5 separate regions of the Mus musculus genome follow, and all the other regions are linked to region 3. Evidence: chromatin contacts called from public HiChIP or PLAC-seq and promoter capture Hi-C data. All regions are on one chromosome and are shown on one strand. Each heading gives the region's core, a stretch centred on a gene start, on an enhancer-like site or on the middle of the called end of the contact. The rest is flanking DNA. Distances are from core to core; before and after follow the strand shown.

Evidence for each region. Promoter capture Hi-C pulls out the DNA fragments that hold promoters and counts their contacts. HiChIP or PLAC-seq counts read pairs in DNA pulled down with a chosen protein or histone mark.
Region 1: a contact with region 3 is called in an H3K4me3 HiChIP or PLAC-seq map of embryonic stem cells, with 14 times the contacts expected there. The contact joins the promoter of Cyb5r2 here to the promoter of Eif3f in region 3. A contact is called at or near these places in 4 of 39 promoter capture datasets (cranial neural crest, frontonasal cranial neural crest, hippocampal neurons and 1 more), 1 of 15 datasets of contacts at CTCF or cohesin (stem cell-derived epiblast-like cells), 10 of 484 Hi-C or Micro-C datasets (the N1E-115 cell line, cerebral cortex, cortical neurons and 4 more), 10 of 115 datasets of contacts at active chromatin or transcription factors (astrocytes, embryonic limb bud, embryonic stem cells and 3 more) and 1 of 9 other capture datasets (embryonic stem cells).
Region 2: a contact with region 3 is called in a promoter capture Hi-C map of second pharyngeal arch cranial neural crest. The contact joins the promoter of Olfml1 here to the promoter of Eif3f in region 3. A contact is called at or near these places in 3 of 39 promoter capture datasets (cranial neural crest, liver and second pharyngeal arch cranial neural crest) and 2 of 115 datasets of contacts at active chromatin or transcription factors (large pre-B cells and stem cell-derived neural progenitor cells).
Region 4: a contact with region 3 is called in an H3K27ac HiChIP or PLAC-seq map of thymic regulatory T cells, with 11 times the contacts expected there. The contact joins the enhancer-like site here to the promoter of Eif3f in region 3. A contact is called at or near these places in 8 of 39 promoter capture datasets (the 3T3-L1 cell line, cranial neural crest, frontonasal cranial neural crest and 4 more), 1 of 484 Hi-C or Micro-C datasets (cortical neurons) and 6 of 115 datasets of contacts at active chromatin or transcription factors (astrocytes, embryonic limb bud, embryonic stem cells and 3 more).
Region 5: an H3K27ac HiChIP or PLAC-seq map of trophoblast stem cells shows a contact between it and region 3, with 12 times the contacts expected there. The contact joins the enhancer-like site here to the promoter of Eif3f in region 3. A contact is called at or near these places in 4 of 39 promoter capture datasets (the 3T3-L1 cell line, cranial neural crest, maxillary cranial neural crest and 1 more), 5 of 115 datasets of contacts at active chromatin or transcription factors (embryonic limb bud, large pre-B cells, pro-B cells and 2 more) and 1 of 9 other capture datasets (liver).

The regions. Positions count from the first base shown.
Region 1 is chr7:107,756,665-107,759,364 of GRCm38.p6, reverse strand. It overlaps Cyb5r2 (cytochrome b5 reductase 2), which reads left to right and starts at 1,333. Exons shown (of 9, transcript NM_177216.4): 1 at 1,333-1,407; 2 at 2,054-2,180; 3 at 2,382-2,454. The coding sequence starts at 2,103.
Region 2 is chr7:107,566,103-107,568,802 of GRCm38.p6, reverse strand. It overlaps Olfml1 (olfactomedin-like 1), which reads right to left and starts at 1,370. Exons shown (of 3, transcript NM_172907.3): 1 at 909-1,370. The coding sequence starts at 1,037.
Region 3 is chr7:108,932,970-108,935,669 of GRCm38.p6, reverse strand. It overlaps Eif3f (eukaryotic translation initiation factor 3, subunit F), which reads right to left and starts at 1,255. Exons shown (of 8, transcript NM_025344.2): 1 at 863-1,255. The coding sequence starts at 1,238.
Region 4 is chr7:107,658,222-107,660,921 of GRCm38.p6, reverse strand. The region is part of intron 3 of Ppfibp2 (PTPRF interacting protein, binding protein 2 (liprin beta 2)); the gene reads right to left. Among named protein-coding and RNA genes, the nearest start is that of Ppfibp2, 65 kb to the right of the region's middle. Within about 2 kb of position 1,376, at least 20 of the 459 cell types and tissues checked have an H3K27ac peak or open chromatin away from gene starts, as enhancers often do. A contact at or near this core is called in thymic regulatory T cells, where this site is marked.
Region 5 is chr7:107,719,524-107,722,223 of GRCm38.p6, reverse strand. It overlaps Ppfibp2 (PTPRF interacting protein, binding protein 2 (liprin beta 2)), which reads right to left. Exons shown (of 25, transcript NM_008905.2): 12 at 826-893; 13 at 63-120. Among named protein-coding and RNA genes, the nearest start is that of Cyb5r2, 37 kb to the left of the region's middle. Within about 2 kb of position 1,258, at least 14 of the 459 cell types and tissues checked have an H3K27ac peak or open chromatin away from gene starts, as enhancers often do. A contact at or near this core is called in trophoblast stem cells, where this site is marked.

The DNA of each region.
Region 1 (2,700 bases), core at 84-2,583, 1.2 Mb after region 3:
GCAACTTCTGACAAGCCCTAAACATACTTCTGTCTTTTTTCCTATGTATGTACAAAATGTTGAGTTTCAGCATCAACAATTATATATATATTTAAAAAAATCTATGAACTCTGAAAAACATTGAAGATTCCTCAACTACCTTGTGTGGAATCAAATATTCAGCCAAGATTTAGTTCTTCTTGTAAAAGTAAGGAGTATATTCATCTCATTACTGTGTGAATTGATTTCATCTATAATAATGGGAAACTATTTATATAGCAAAGATTATTTTAAGACTTGGAAAAATGACTCAGCAGTTAAGAGAACTCACTCTTATAGAGAAGTAGAATTTGGCTTCCAGCATCCAGACTGGGTAGCTGACAACTGCCTCTAACTTCAGTTCTGGGGACCTGAGGCTTCCTAGTCCTGCTGTTGGGGGTACATGTCTCTCGTTGGAGCTAATGATTTGATGCAAATACCTTCATGAAATACCATTTTACAATCTGGGCTTTCCCCCTCTCTATACCAGAGACTAAAAACTCAGGGACTCGCACAAGCTAAGGTAACCATGTCCTGTATCTCAGTCCTTTGCTGCTGTTGTTGTTGTTGGGCTGGTGTTTGTGTTTTTTTTGGTTTTTCGAGACAGGGTTTCTCTGTGTAGCCCTGGCTGTCCTGGAACTCACTTTGTAGACCAGGCTGGCCTTGAACTCAGAAATTCGCCTGCCCCTGCCTCCCAAGTGCTGGGATTAAAGGCGTGCGCCACCACGCCCGGCTTGTGTGTTTGCTTTTCAACTTTAAGCTAGTCTTACTAAGTTGCCAAAGTTGACCTTTAACTCACTATGAAATGAGTTTTCCTTTTGCCACTTGCAAGCGTGGAAGAGGAAACCAAGGTTCTGAAATGCATTGTGAAGAATCTTCATAATCTGAACTTCTCATCCTGCCTCTGAGAGTCCGGTCCGGTCTCCCACTAAAGACTGGCTGCAGTCACCCCAATCCTGCAAACACTTGGTCCTGGGAGGCTAGGGTAGCAGCTCAGGAAGCATGTTAAATAAGATATGCAGTCTTCCTCTAGGCTGCAACTCTTCTTCAGTTTGCATTGTAAACAAGTTTACAGCAACCCCTTCCTTCATCTTGCCAGGCTCTTAACAAGCTGGGGAGGCTGAATTTTCCTCAAGGCTGCTGACATGCGCAGGAAAGTCAAGAAGCAGAGGGATCCCTGCATAGGGATCTTGGAGATAAGCCCCATTCCCACCCGGCCAGCTGCAGAAGCGCCAGGCTAGTCCTGTGCCAGAGTCATGTGACACAGAAGCTCGAATCCGTCGCTATGGGGCAGGAGTCAGCTCCTCAGCGGCCACTGCCGGATGTTTCATCATCCCCACCATCAAAGGCACTGTTCATCTCGAGGATAAGTCAGGCATCTCGCTCCAGGTGAGTTCTGCCGGGAAAGCGCGGGGCAGGAAGGAACCCGGGGCTAGGCGAACAGCCGCAGGCGGTGGCCGAGGCAGGATTCACGGGCGGTTTCCCAGCTGGTTGGGACAGTGGGCCTCAGGGCTAAGCTGCAGACTTTTCTGCAACAGGTTGGGATGAGAACAAACTGGCCTAGTGAGGGAGGAGCTGGGTGGAGTTGAGGGCTATTATAGGGAGGTTGGCCACGCCTCTTACAGGTATATGTTTGCCTCAGTTACTCATAGGAAGGTGCTAGTGAGTCCCCAAGCCACTCACTGCTCCACTGCTCCAGCGGAATCCGAAGTGAGTGTGGCAAGTCTCTAGAGAGGTGAGCTCTGTCCCCAGCCTTGCTGTTAGCTGGTAAGGATCCCACAGTCATTCCCCCCAGGATGGAGGCAGATGACCAATGAGGGCCTGGAGACACTAGCACTCTGGGATAGGTGTCAAGCCTGGTCCAGGGGTCTTCTTGGACCTGCAGCTAACCTCTGCACGCTGGTCCCAGAGAGAGCCTTCTGTATTAATACCTTTCTCTCTGCTAGTCCTGTAAGACATAAGATCAGCCAGGCTTAGAGCTGCCTAGCCCAGCATGGGTGAAATCTGAGGTCTGTCTTCACACTGTATCTGCCAGGACCAAACCTGTCACCGGGGCCACTGCGATTCTCATAGCCCTGAAGAAAATGAGTGTCAAGAAGAAAGATCTTATCACCTTACAGGACCCTGAAGCCAAGTACCCGCTGCCCTTGATTGAGAAGGAGGTAGTGGGTCACCTAAACCTCCCTCTGGTTAGGTGAAAGGGGAGGGTGGGGGTGGGGGAGAATGCTAGCTGGGGATATGAGGTGATCAGTCACCTCAGGACCAAATGGAGCACCTTTCTAAAGATCTGGACCACAAAGCAAAACTCCTAGAGAGTCAACAGAACCTGCCTACCTCTTTCTTCTTCTTCTTTTTCTAACCAGCAAATCAGTCACAACACCAGAAGGTTCCGCTTTGGGCTGCCCTCACCAGACCATGTCCTGGGGCTTCCTGTCGGTGAGCAGTGCTTGGTGACATGTCCAAGTCTGAGTGTTTGAGTACTTGGCTCCTATTAGCAATGGATTCCCATTCTTGTGGGATATGGAGGGTACACTGATATAACCCTGGACCACATGAATGGAGGGAATAGGCAGCTGGACTTGAGGACAGTGTCCCCATTGTCCCACTTGGACTGTCACAATAGTAATAGCTTGAGGAGCACTGATAAGACGTAAGCTTAGAGTCAGGAAGTTTAAGATCTCC
Region 2 (2,700 bases), core at 121-2,620, 1.4 Mb after region 3:
CTGACTGGCCTATAAAAATATTGAATTTTGTTCACTTGTTGTTTTGCTTTGGTATAGAGTCCCACTTAGTCTAAACTGGCTTCAAACTTCCTGTTTAGCCAAAGATGACTCTGAAGCCCCTGATCCTCCTGCCTCCACTCCCTGAGTACTGCTGTTACAGCTGATATCATAAAACATACCTGGTTTCTGCAGTGATGAGCCTTGAACCCCAGGCTCCTGCACGCTAGGCTAGTTCTTACCAATTGAGTCATGTTCCCGACCCTGGGTTTTTGACTGTTCTAACAAAGTTCTACCTCAAATGCTCTCACTCTGTTTAACATTGCTGGGAAATCTCATTTCCAAACCCAAGTCCAGTTAGGAATAAAAAGCAAAAATCTATGGTGAGCCTCCATATGTAACACCACATTGTCTTATATTCACTTAACAGTTTATCATAAAAAGGAAAAGAGAAAAGCTGGAATCACTTAGCATCCCTATATAGTAAAAGATGAAGAAAACATGACTAGAGTTCTAATTCATACATTGAAGACTGAACTATTTGGTTTTGAATGTTCAACAACCTGAGAATTTACTCAGTGAGTTAGGCTATGTTCTGAGTATGGATTAATGACCCAAATAAAACATCCCTAATTTGAAATCTCTTTATTAAATCTGCAGAGTATCATTTGAACCTAAATTCTATCACTATGTCCATTTTATAGGTTAGAAAAACTGCCAGGGGAAAGTACAAGCGGCCTGCAATGGAGGTGGCATCTGAGCTGCTAGGCTATGCACATCTGTAAATGTCATCTTAGCAGTGATTCATTCTGTATCAGGAAGACATGCACCCTAGTTGACAGCAAAGTGGGGGCACAGCAGAGTGACTTCCAAGAGGCATACTCCCTGTGAAGGGAAGACAGGTCACCTACCTCGAGGACTTGGAAGCGCTGGTAGATGTAGTGTACCATGGCTGGGTCCTGGGCATGTTGTGGTGGGGGCAGAAATGCTGCAAGGAAGAGAACCAGGGAAGCAGAAGCTTCTTGAAGGGCCACCACCATCCTGCACACTTCCCAGGAACTCTGGTTCTCTAAAACGACTCAGGGGTCCGGGTGGTGATCTCTGGTTTTCTGTCTGCTGCTGTGGCAATTCCTTGGAAAACAACGCTTTGCATAGCCAGAGAGAACAAAGTCCGCTTGTTATTCTACCCGGTGCATGATCTCAGTTTCAAGCTGGTGATCAAGTCCAGCTGTTGGCAAGCCAGTCTCTGCAGGCCTTACGTGTTCACTTGGTTGCAGAGAGCTCCGGGGGTCCAGTGTCTGCTGCCCTCAGCTTGGCCATGCACAGACCCTCTCCAGGCTAATGGCTACTTACAGCTTCCAGGTTCAGAGTGTACGGGTTGGGGAAGGGGAGGGGAGGTCTTTTCTCCTCTCCCCTCCCCCAACTCTTTTACTTTTGGTTCCCTCCTCCTTAATAGACTGTGCAGTCCAATCGCAGGCCTAGCTCAACACAGGCCACCCCCCAAGGTCTCAGTGTTGGAATTTCAGTTCAGTTTCTGGCAGAAATTCCTAGGATCTTTTTCCAAGAAGTTCTGTTAGGAGACCCCACCTCTGTTTCTTGCATTCTCGTAGCTCTTAAAGGCATAGCAAGGAAATGTGAATGCTGATCTATGCCATCTCAGAAAAGTGTACAGGGCAGCATTGCTCTGTGGGCAGAGGGGTACAGTGGGCACAGGCCTGGCTACCCAGACCAACAGCTGAGAATTGTCAGGATTGAACTTAGAAGAAAAAAATTTTTTTCCTTTTTCTTTAGATTTATTTTTTAATTCATGTACACATGTATGCATGAAAATATGGGGCCCACAGTGGCCAGAACGTGGCCTCAGAGATTCCTGGGTCCAGAGTTACAATCTCTCTGATATGATTCCTGGGAACTGAACTCCAGTCCTCTGCAAGAGCAGCAGGTGCTTCTAACCACTGAGCCATCTCTCCTGGCCCAGAAGAAAATTTTTAGGATGAGAATGAATGATTGACACAGTGGTTTTTGGGACACTGAGTCATCAGGAAATGTAATCCCACTGTGAGAAAGTCCTCGAGTTTCCCATCATCAGTGTCAGAATTCCCATTAGCAGCAGCCTGGAAACCAGACCCTCAGGCCAGCTAAAGAGAAATCCCGTTGCTGGAGCAAAGCCATAAAACCTTCCATGTTTATGTTTCCTGTGCTAGTGCCTCCCCACCTTTACCTCTTTTTCCATAGGCAGGCCCAGGACCCCACCTCCATCTTCTGTTCTGTTTTATTTTGCATTGTTAATGAATCACTTTTTAAAATAGGGGAAATTGGAGCATTTATGGAATATGGAAAGAGCCCTGGTCGGGAGGTAGAAGACCTGAGTTTGCATTTGATCCATACACAAGTAGCTGAAATCTAAAATCTGAACATTTCTTATTGGTAGCTCTTGAATATCCTAGTTCTTAATAGATGTTCCTCTCTCCTCTTCTTTGATATGATTTTGGTCGCTAACTGGTTCTTCCCTATATCCTTGGTAATGTTCCAAGCACCATCTCCTTATTGTTAAGAACAATTGCTCTTGTTTCAGAGAACCATCTTTGAACTCCTTCCAAAACTGCCTGAACTTTAGCTAACTTCTCTTACATCCTTATTTAAAAACAAAACAAAACCAAAACCAAACTGCCTCGGACATCTGTGTCTTTCTTCCCACATATT
Region 3 (2,700 bases), core at 6-2,505:
CAAAGCAGGCATGTTCTCTAGTTTCCCCTGCCTCGGCTCTGGAATGAGTGCTGGTCATGGGCCTCTGCAGAGACCAGCCTGGAGGAGTCTTCTCAGCTCCCTGTGAGTCCTGCCCCACAGGCAGGTGACCAAACCACTGAGGGCTTCACTTCCTGCCACCCTCCCGTAAGCCTGGGATGCCAACCTCTTCAGATAGTTGGCTTCTCTTCATCTTGAAGGTTAGCGACGGACACATAATACAACAACAGTCTGTGTCCAAATGAAAAATCAGAGGAGTGAGGTGGGGGTTGGGGGTGGGGGTAGAACTTGGAGCTGAGCATATCTAGGGTTTATGAACCAGTATGTAGGAAAACCTTGGGACACGTGCCTGTCTGAAAAGTTTAGGAAAGCTAGATATTATATATCCAGAATATGTTACAAATATACCTGGTTTATTTGAGTTGGAGGAAGCTTCTGACACATCCTCTTCCCTAACATGGGTGGTGGGCACTTTCTGTTTGTGCTGGGGTGGTGGTAGGTCACTGCATAAGAGAGGGCATGTGGGTACTCTGTTTAACGGGTCAAGGGCTTTGAACTTGCTGTCATTTGAGCTTTCATTTTTGGCAGCATGCCCTCTCAGTACCACGTTGTTGGGAGTATAAAATAACATGTAGATCAAGTATCACAAACTACGCAATAGCTTATACCTACTCCTTGCACATTTCTGTGGCTTAACGGCAATTCGGCTGAATTCAGATCACTCGGGAAGGCAAGCCACAGTAGGAAGGTGCAAAAAGAGAAACAGGCTAAGAGTTCAGGGGCGATGGAACGAGAGGAATAGTAAGATGCACAGGAAGAAAACATTAATTTCCCCAGAACTCACCCAACAGGGTTCCAATAACTCGGGCAGCTCCCTCGTTGCGGCGTTCGTAGCTGTCCACGATCGAGGCCAAAATGACGGGGTGTAGCCTGACCACGCGGCCGCCCGGGAAAGGCCCCGGGAGGGCGGGCCCGGGCTGCGAAGGCGCCGGCGTCTGCGCTGGGGCTGGCGCGGAGGCTGGGGTCTGGCCCGGGGCTGCAGGCGCAGCTACAGCAGGATCAGACGAGACGGGCGCCGGGGACGCAGCGGGAGTCGCAGCCGGTGTCGGAGCTGGCGTGGATGGGGTCGGGGCTGAAGCCGGGGCTGCGGTGACGACCGGCGCCGGGGCTGCGGCTGCAGTGGCAGGAGGGACATTAGCCGGTACGGCCGGAGAAGCCATCTTGCCGAGAAAGAGAGAGAGCCTAGAACAGAAGAGCGTGAGTTGGAGGAATTAGAAATTTGATTGGCTAAATTTATACCACGTGAATCATATCTTGATGACTATTGGACATGAAATTTCCGGCTAGTTGTAAGTTTTAGTGCGCGGTGTGCGCTTTAATTTCTGTCCGATGCGCACTCAGTGTGTAGGAGTCCAGAGTAGTTCCTAGTAACTTTAGGACTTCCTGGGGTGGGAATGGGGAGGAAGCAACTAGCAATCTACACAGTTGCCACCAGGTGGCGGCACAGAGTAGTGTAAAGGTCGCAATTGTTTAAGACTTAAATGGATATTAAATATCAGTCTTACAGGGGATTCACTGTTACATCCATTTAACTTATTAATCAATGAATTAAAATTTGGACTCAGGATCTACTTTGCATTCCACGCCTAGCCATATAGGTTAGGTTGGCCTGGAACTTACCTCAACTTTCCTGCCTCTGCTTCCCGAATGCTAGGACTATAGGCAGGAATCATCATGCCTGACCAATAGTGCTTTATTTGTGATGGCTTCATAAGGCATCATTAGGGAGGCATATTCATTCAACAATTTAAATGCTTAATATGCACCAGACTCTCTCTTATATGCTAGGGTATATAAGTGAACTAAATAGCAAAGGGTTGCATTCTCTTTGGGGGAGAGAAAAGGACTAAATCCTACATTAGGTTAGAAAGTGCTTCGATACACAGTAAATTATTATTACTATTTGACTGTGCTATGAGAAAGAAATGATCAGTGGAGGTTATGAGAGCATGAAAGATTATGAAGGGTTAGAGTAGGATACAATGAGGGTATCAAGTTGGAGTGGAAACTTGAAGAATTCAGGCAGCCAACTATTATTTGGGGTTTTGTAGGGAGAGCTCTTCTGGTGGAGTGAACAGTTCATGTAGAGGGCTTAAGGTGAATGAGAGCAAGACTAGTACATTTAAAGAAAGAATTTGGTGGTTAAATGGCATTATCAAAAGAAAGGATAGATCTCTAAGCAGGGCCAGGAGCTAATTATGAAGACTCCTATGCTGGTACTGGAGAGATGGCTCAGCGGTTAGGAACACAACTAGAGTTGTGAGTAGCTGTAAGCCACCAACCAACCCCTTCCCCTTGCTAGAACCTCAACGCAGATTCTCTGCAATAACCTCTTCCAAAGGTCCTAAGTTCAATTCCCAGCAACTACACAGTGGCTTACAATCATTTGTAATAGGATCTGATGCCTCCTTCTGGTGTGTCTGAAGATAGGGACAGTGTGTGTGTGTGTGTAATAGATAAATAAATATTTTCATTTTTTATTTTTATTTTTTGGTTTTTTGAGACAGGGTTTCTCTGTATAGCCCTGGCTGTCCTGGAACTCACTTTGTAGACCAGGCTGGCCTCGAACTCAGAAATCCGCCTGCCTCTGCCTCCCGAGTGCTGGGATTAAAGGCGTGCGCC
Region 4 (2,700 bases), core at 127-2,626, 1.3 Mb after region 3:
CCCAGACCTGTATTTTGGTCCTGCTGGAGACCGGTGACAGAGAAATGAATCCCATGGCTAGAGAAACCCAAGCTCACATGTTTTACAGCCAGTGAGGCCGCTTTCTCTCCTACCTCTCCTGAACCACCTCCAGCTTTCCAATATGGAAAACAGATTTGCTTCTTTGGCCAAGTGAAGAACTGCAAAGTGAATGTGGCGAAGAGAAAAGCTTTGTCTGAAGAACTGCAATGGAAGGAGCCACCATCAGTGACAAGACAAAAGCAGGCCCCTTCCAAGGCCTTTCTCTTTGTTGAAAGACTAGCTCAAAAGCTATGTGAGGGGGCCTGCATTGATGGGCTTAAGATGTCAGAGATGCACACATACCCTATGTGAGGCCTCCCAGAATGCACAGCTGAGGCAGGTCTTTGCACAGTTCTTAAGATGCAGGCCTCAGTTGAAACTCCCTAAACTGTTTCCACTTTGAAAACTAAGAAGTGTGGACTAAGACCAAGGCTGTTATTTTAAGGGAGGCCTGTTACCCCCGTCCACAGAGTAAAAATAAAACACTGGACAAAATACTTATCCACGAGGCTGGAAACACAGCTCAGCTAGTAAAGTGTTTGGCATACACAAAACCTACCATACCCACCACCACATAACCCTGGAATGGTGACATGGGCCTAAAGCCCTAGCACTAAAGAGGTAGAAGCGTGAAGATCAAAACTTTGAGCTAATTTATAGCTGTGCGGTGAGGTGAAGGTCTAGCCTGAATATGAAACCCTTTTCCATAATACATATATACAAGCATGCATGCATGCAGAAAGGGAAGGGAAGGGAGAGGGAAAGGGAAAGAGAGAGGAGGGAGGGGAGAGAAGGGGGAGAGAAGAGGAGCCAAGCTAGCTAGGCCAGATCTTGTAGATACCAAAACTAAACTGATATCACTTCCAGTAGGAAACTGAGTCTCAGGGTACAGAAGAGGACCAAGCATTGGCCTTTTAAAGTCCTTCTACCTCCTAACCCCACCTTGCCTAGGTTCAGCTTGCTTTCCCGGTCCTAGGCTAACTGACCTGGACACCTGCTGTATTACAAAGGAAAGCGTGGGCTCCTGGGGTGGAGGTTGGGGATGCGCATGTGCTCCAGTTCCAAAGAGAACAGCAGCCTCTTGGAGCAAGCATCTCTGCCAACCACTGGCTCACATCCTACAATCCTGCCTTGACTTGCCCTCGCTTTGCTGTTGCCGGGGGCTCCCCTGCTCCCTCTCTGACTCCATCTTGAACTTTCACCAAGGATCTCTTTGGCCCATAGCCATAGTATCCAAAGGCTATACCAGCTGCTGGCAGAAGAGGGGTGTATACAGAATGTTAGAGGAACAACCAGAGCTGCTCCATCTGGAGACTGCTGGCTCTGGGGCTCACATCAGCTCTACACTAGCAAACGTGCCTCTTCCCCCTAGTCGAACATGCCACTCTGGATGGCTAATCTCTTTAGAAGGCTCCACACACAGCCAAGCTGACCACATCAAGAAAACTACCCAGCCAACCAAGCAGGTATGGAAAAGTAGACACGCCCCTTGCAGACCACATGAAAGCCCTCTTGAGGTGCAGCCAGAAGTCTCAGAAGCATATCTAGTGGCACCAAGCCTTTCTTGCCTGTGCTACCTATCAGGCCTCTAAGAAACACCTCTCTTCTTGGCTTCAGAACTGTCTGGTGTGAAGCTCTTATATCTCTACCCTCTGAACAGCATCAACTTGTACATCAGCACAGCACAAAGAAAAGGAAGCTGCCCTATCTGGAAACCAACTCAAATTCGATCACAAGACAGACTGCTCCAGACTTTCAGGGGTTCCGGCTGCATCGTCTGTGAGCACCTACCCCTGCTTCTCGCTGTCCACCAAACATAAAGGACAAAAGTCCTATCTCCTGAAGGTAACTTTTCTGCTGCCTACAGGATAGAACTGAAGCACCTCCTTGAATCCCCTTTGCAGGCAGCCTCAGCATGCCTTGGACTCCAAGAAATTGTACAAAGGCCTTGTCAATCCACTCTCCATGAGTAGGCCCAGAATTCAGATATAGACACCAAGGAAATCCCAACCTCTTGTTCCTTGTTTCACTGGCCCCGGATTAGAGAGCCCTACATATGCCCTTCTAAGCCTAGAGCCCACTTCTCATCCCACACATTGCCAAGGGGCAGGGCAAGGGTCTAAAACACAGAGCTCTAGAAACTTATGGCTCAGCAGTGATTTATTGTGGCTAGGTCTGTTGCTCTTTGAGGCATCCTGGCAGAATATGACCAAGATTCTTGCAGGCTATATTTCTATAGCAGTGTTTCAGCCCTGCAGGAACAAGCCCTGTGCTCAGATATACCCAGCTATCAACTCTGATTCGGCAGGTCCAGGAGTGCCCTCTCCTCTAAGACATAAAGAAAAGGCAGGCCCAGTACTAGTCAATTTGTCCTCTTCTAATCAGCAGCCATGCCCCCACACCCAAAGCTACATCTCTACCAAGCACTTTATGTTAGGGACCCTATGGTGTCTGACACTAGCATCGCTGGACAACACCAGCAGCAGGAGAGCAAACTTCTCATGCATGGCACAGCCCATCCTCTCTGGCCAGCACTTGGTGATTCTTAGCAGGGGTCATGTAACACCATAACACAAGGCTAGCTAATCCACAGCTCTGCTGAAAAGCTTTATGTTTGGACCAGGGAGACAGCTCAGTGAG
Region 5 (2,700 bases), core at 9-2,508, 1.2 Mb after region 3:
CAGCACTGTGCTGGGCCTAAAGGAGCAACTCAGTAATTAGCACGGCTGATTGATGAGCTGACCTTATCCCCAGATTCACGTCTCAAGTCTTCTAGACTGCAGGAGAGTTTCTTCTGAGCCCTGGATAAACACAGAAAGGAATCTTAGTGACCATGGAAAGGGTTCCTTGGTGCCATTCATGAACATGGCATGTTAGATGCTTAACCAACAGCCTAACTTCAGCTTGGAGTAAAGGTCAGAGAGAAATCACCTTATAGGAGGTAACCCACGTATAAGGTAAGACCTTGGGGCAAGCCTGGCCCAACACTGGTACTTATAAGATATGACCACTGGGTCTCCCTGCGGAAACCCAGTGTCCACAGAGTCATGGTGGAGGAAAAGTGCTTAGGCCACCTAACCTTTAAAGCCAAAAGTAATCTGGGTAGGGAACTGCAAGGCCCTTCTTTGGGAAGAGGCAAGAGCACCCAGCCATAGCTTCAAGCATGGCCTAGGGTCCTCCAACCCTTCATTCTGGCTCTACCTATCCTGGGCAGTCAGCTCAGGGGACCTGTGTCTTCACAGTGGTTATTCTTCTGAGGGCATCAAATGCACAGAAAGGGGACAATGCTACCAGTGGCCACAGAGGAAATGAAGGATTATAGCCAACAAGTTCCCTGGGTAGATCTTTCCTCAATGTCAGTGACTCTCAGCCTATGGGAGAGGAAATTCCTCAGTACACAGAAGAAGTTGGCTTAACACTGTACCCAGAGCCCTGTGGCTATACACACCACACCTGCCCAGTTGCCATCTGCCTTGTGTGCCCCAGAAAGAGTTCAATTCTCCTACCTGCTCTCCAGTGATTTCTGTGGCAAAGGAGGTGGTCCTGGGGTGGGAGAGCTGCATCGTGGTGATATCTGTTTCACAAACAGAAGAGCAGCCATGAGGGCTTTCCCTTGATGCCTTTCCCCTTGATGACTCCTCTAAGAACATTTCTGCCCCTGGCTATAGCCAGGGTGTGTGTACTCATATGAACGCTTTGTTCTTTCAAGAAATGTTCATTAAATAATCCATCAAGTTCTGAGAGACAATGCACATATAAGCCTCCAGGATCAAACTGCCTTTTGTCCCTGAGCCCTAGACCTTAGACATAAGTCCAGGTGCCAGCACCAGACTCCCAAGGCTGGGAGAATGCCATGACCTCTGTCCTTTTCATAGCTTGTCTCATCTTCTCTCATTCAGAGGGTCACTAGCCCACACTATGCAAAATACTTCCTTTTGGCATAAATGAGTCAGAGTCAAATTCTGTGACTCACTGAGAGGACCCTAGAGATATAGTCACTCAGCAAGCACCCATACCATCTATTACCTGCAAACCCTTTATTAGGAATTAAGCATACCCACACTAGGAGGCGGGTTAATAAGCATGGATAGAGGAGCTATGCCACCTGCCTGTCTGAGACAGTGGGGAAGACAGGACAGAGTTGTCTTTACTGCTCCACTCACCATAGAGTGAGTGGAGTCTTTTCCCTCAAGCCCTAGGCCTTTCTGGTTTGCTCTAGGAAAATCTCTAACCTCAGAGCACAGGTATTAAGAACCTGAGCTTGCTGGTCCAACAGACCTGGGTTCAAGTCCTGTTCTGTTATCTATCTGCCATCTACCTGCAGAGTGACTTAGACAAACTGTCCTGACTACTGCTCAGATATAACTACCAGCAATCTAATGGACTTTCCTTGAGTCAGTAATGGGGGATGAGGAGTATGTTACTGGATGCCATCTGCTCCTTTGTTAAAGATTAAGTCCTTCACGGAAGGAGCTGCAGGGGACTGCAACCACATAGGAAGCATCAACTAACCAGACCCCTCAGAGCTTCCAGGGCCTAAACCACCAACCAAGGAGTACACATGGGTGGATTCATAGCTCCCACTACCTATGTAGCAGAGAACTGCCTCATCTGGCATCCAGGATGCTTGGTCCTGTGGAGGCTTGTTGCCCAAACAAAAGGGGATGCTAGAGGGGTGAGGTGGGGGAGGAGCACCCTCTTAGAGACAAAGGGAAAGGAGGATGAGATGGGGGATTTGCAGAGGGGAGAGTGGGAAGGGGGACAATATTTGACATGTAAATAAATAAAATAATAATAATAATAATAAAGATTAAGTTCCTCAAAATAATTAATCAGTTTTAATATGATCTTTCTAGATCTCATGAATCTTTTGGCCCTGCTGCAGCCCCAGCCCCCTCAAGACCTCTGTCTATGAACATGTTTATTCATCTGTGTTTAACCACATTCCAGAGAATGATACAGTGGAGTCAGATTTTAGAGCAAAGAGAAGAAAATCCATGTGCTGGTTAGAGGGGCTGACAGAGGCGCATTCGTGAGGCAGGAATGCACTGCTATGGAAGATGTCTGTGTCTCTACATAGTCAAGATGAACTCACTCATTTATCAAATATGTACGAGTCCACTGGGTATAAGTCTGCAGACCCTGGAGAAGCCTTGGTAAATAAAATAAACACCATTCTTGTTCTGTGCTTCATGCCAGAGAGGAAAGATAAACAGAAGGCCAATTAAAGAGGAAAATCCCTGCCCTTCAGAGTTTCAGTGGCCACCACGCAGTCCTAGCCAGAGCTCAGGCCTGAGCCTAGGTACTTGCTCCCTGAACATTTTTTCTTTTTCTTTTTTTTTTTTTTTTTTTTTGGTTTTTTGTTTTGTTTTGTTTTGAGA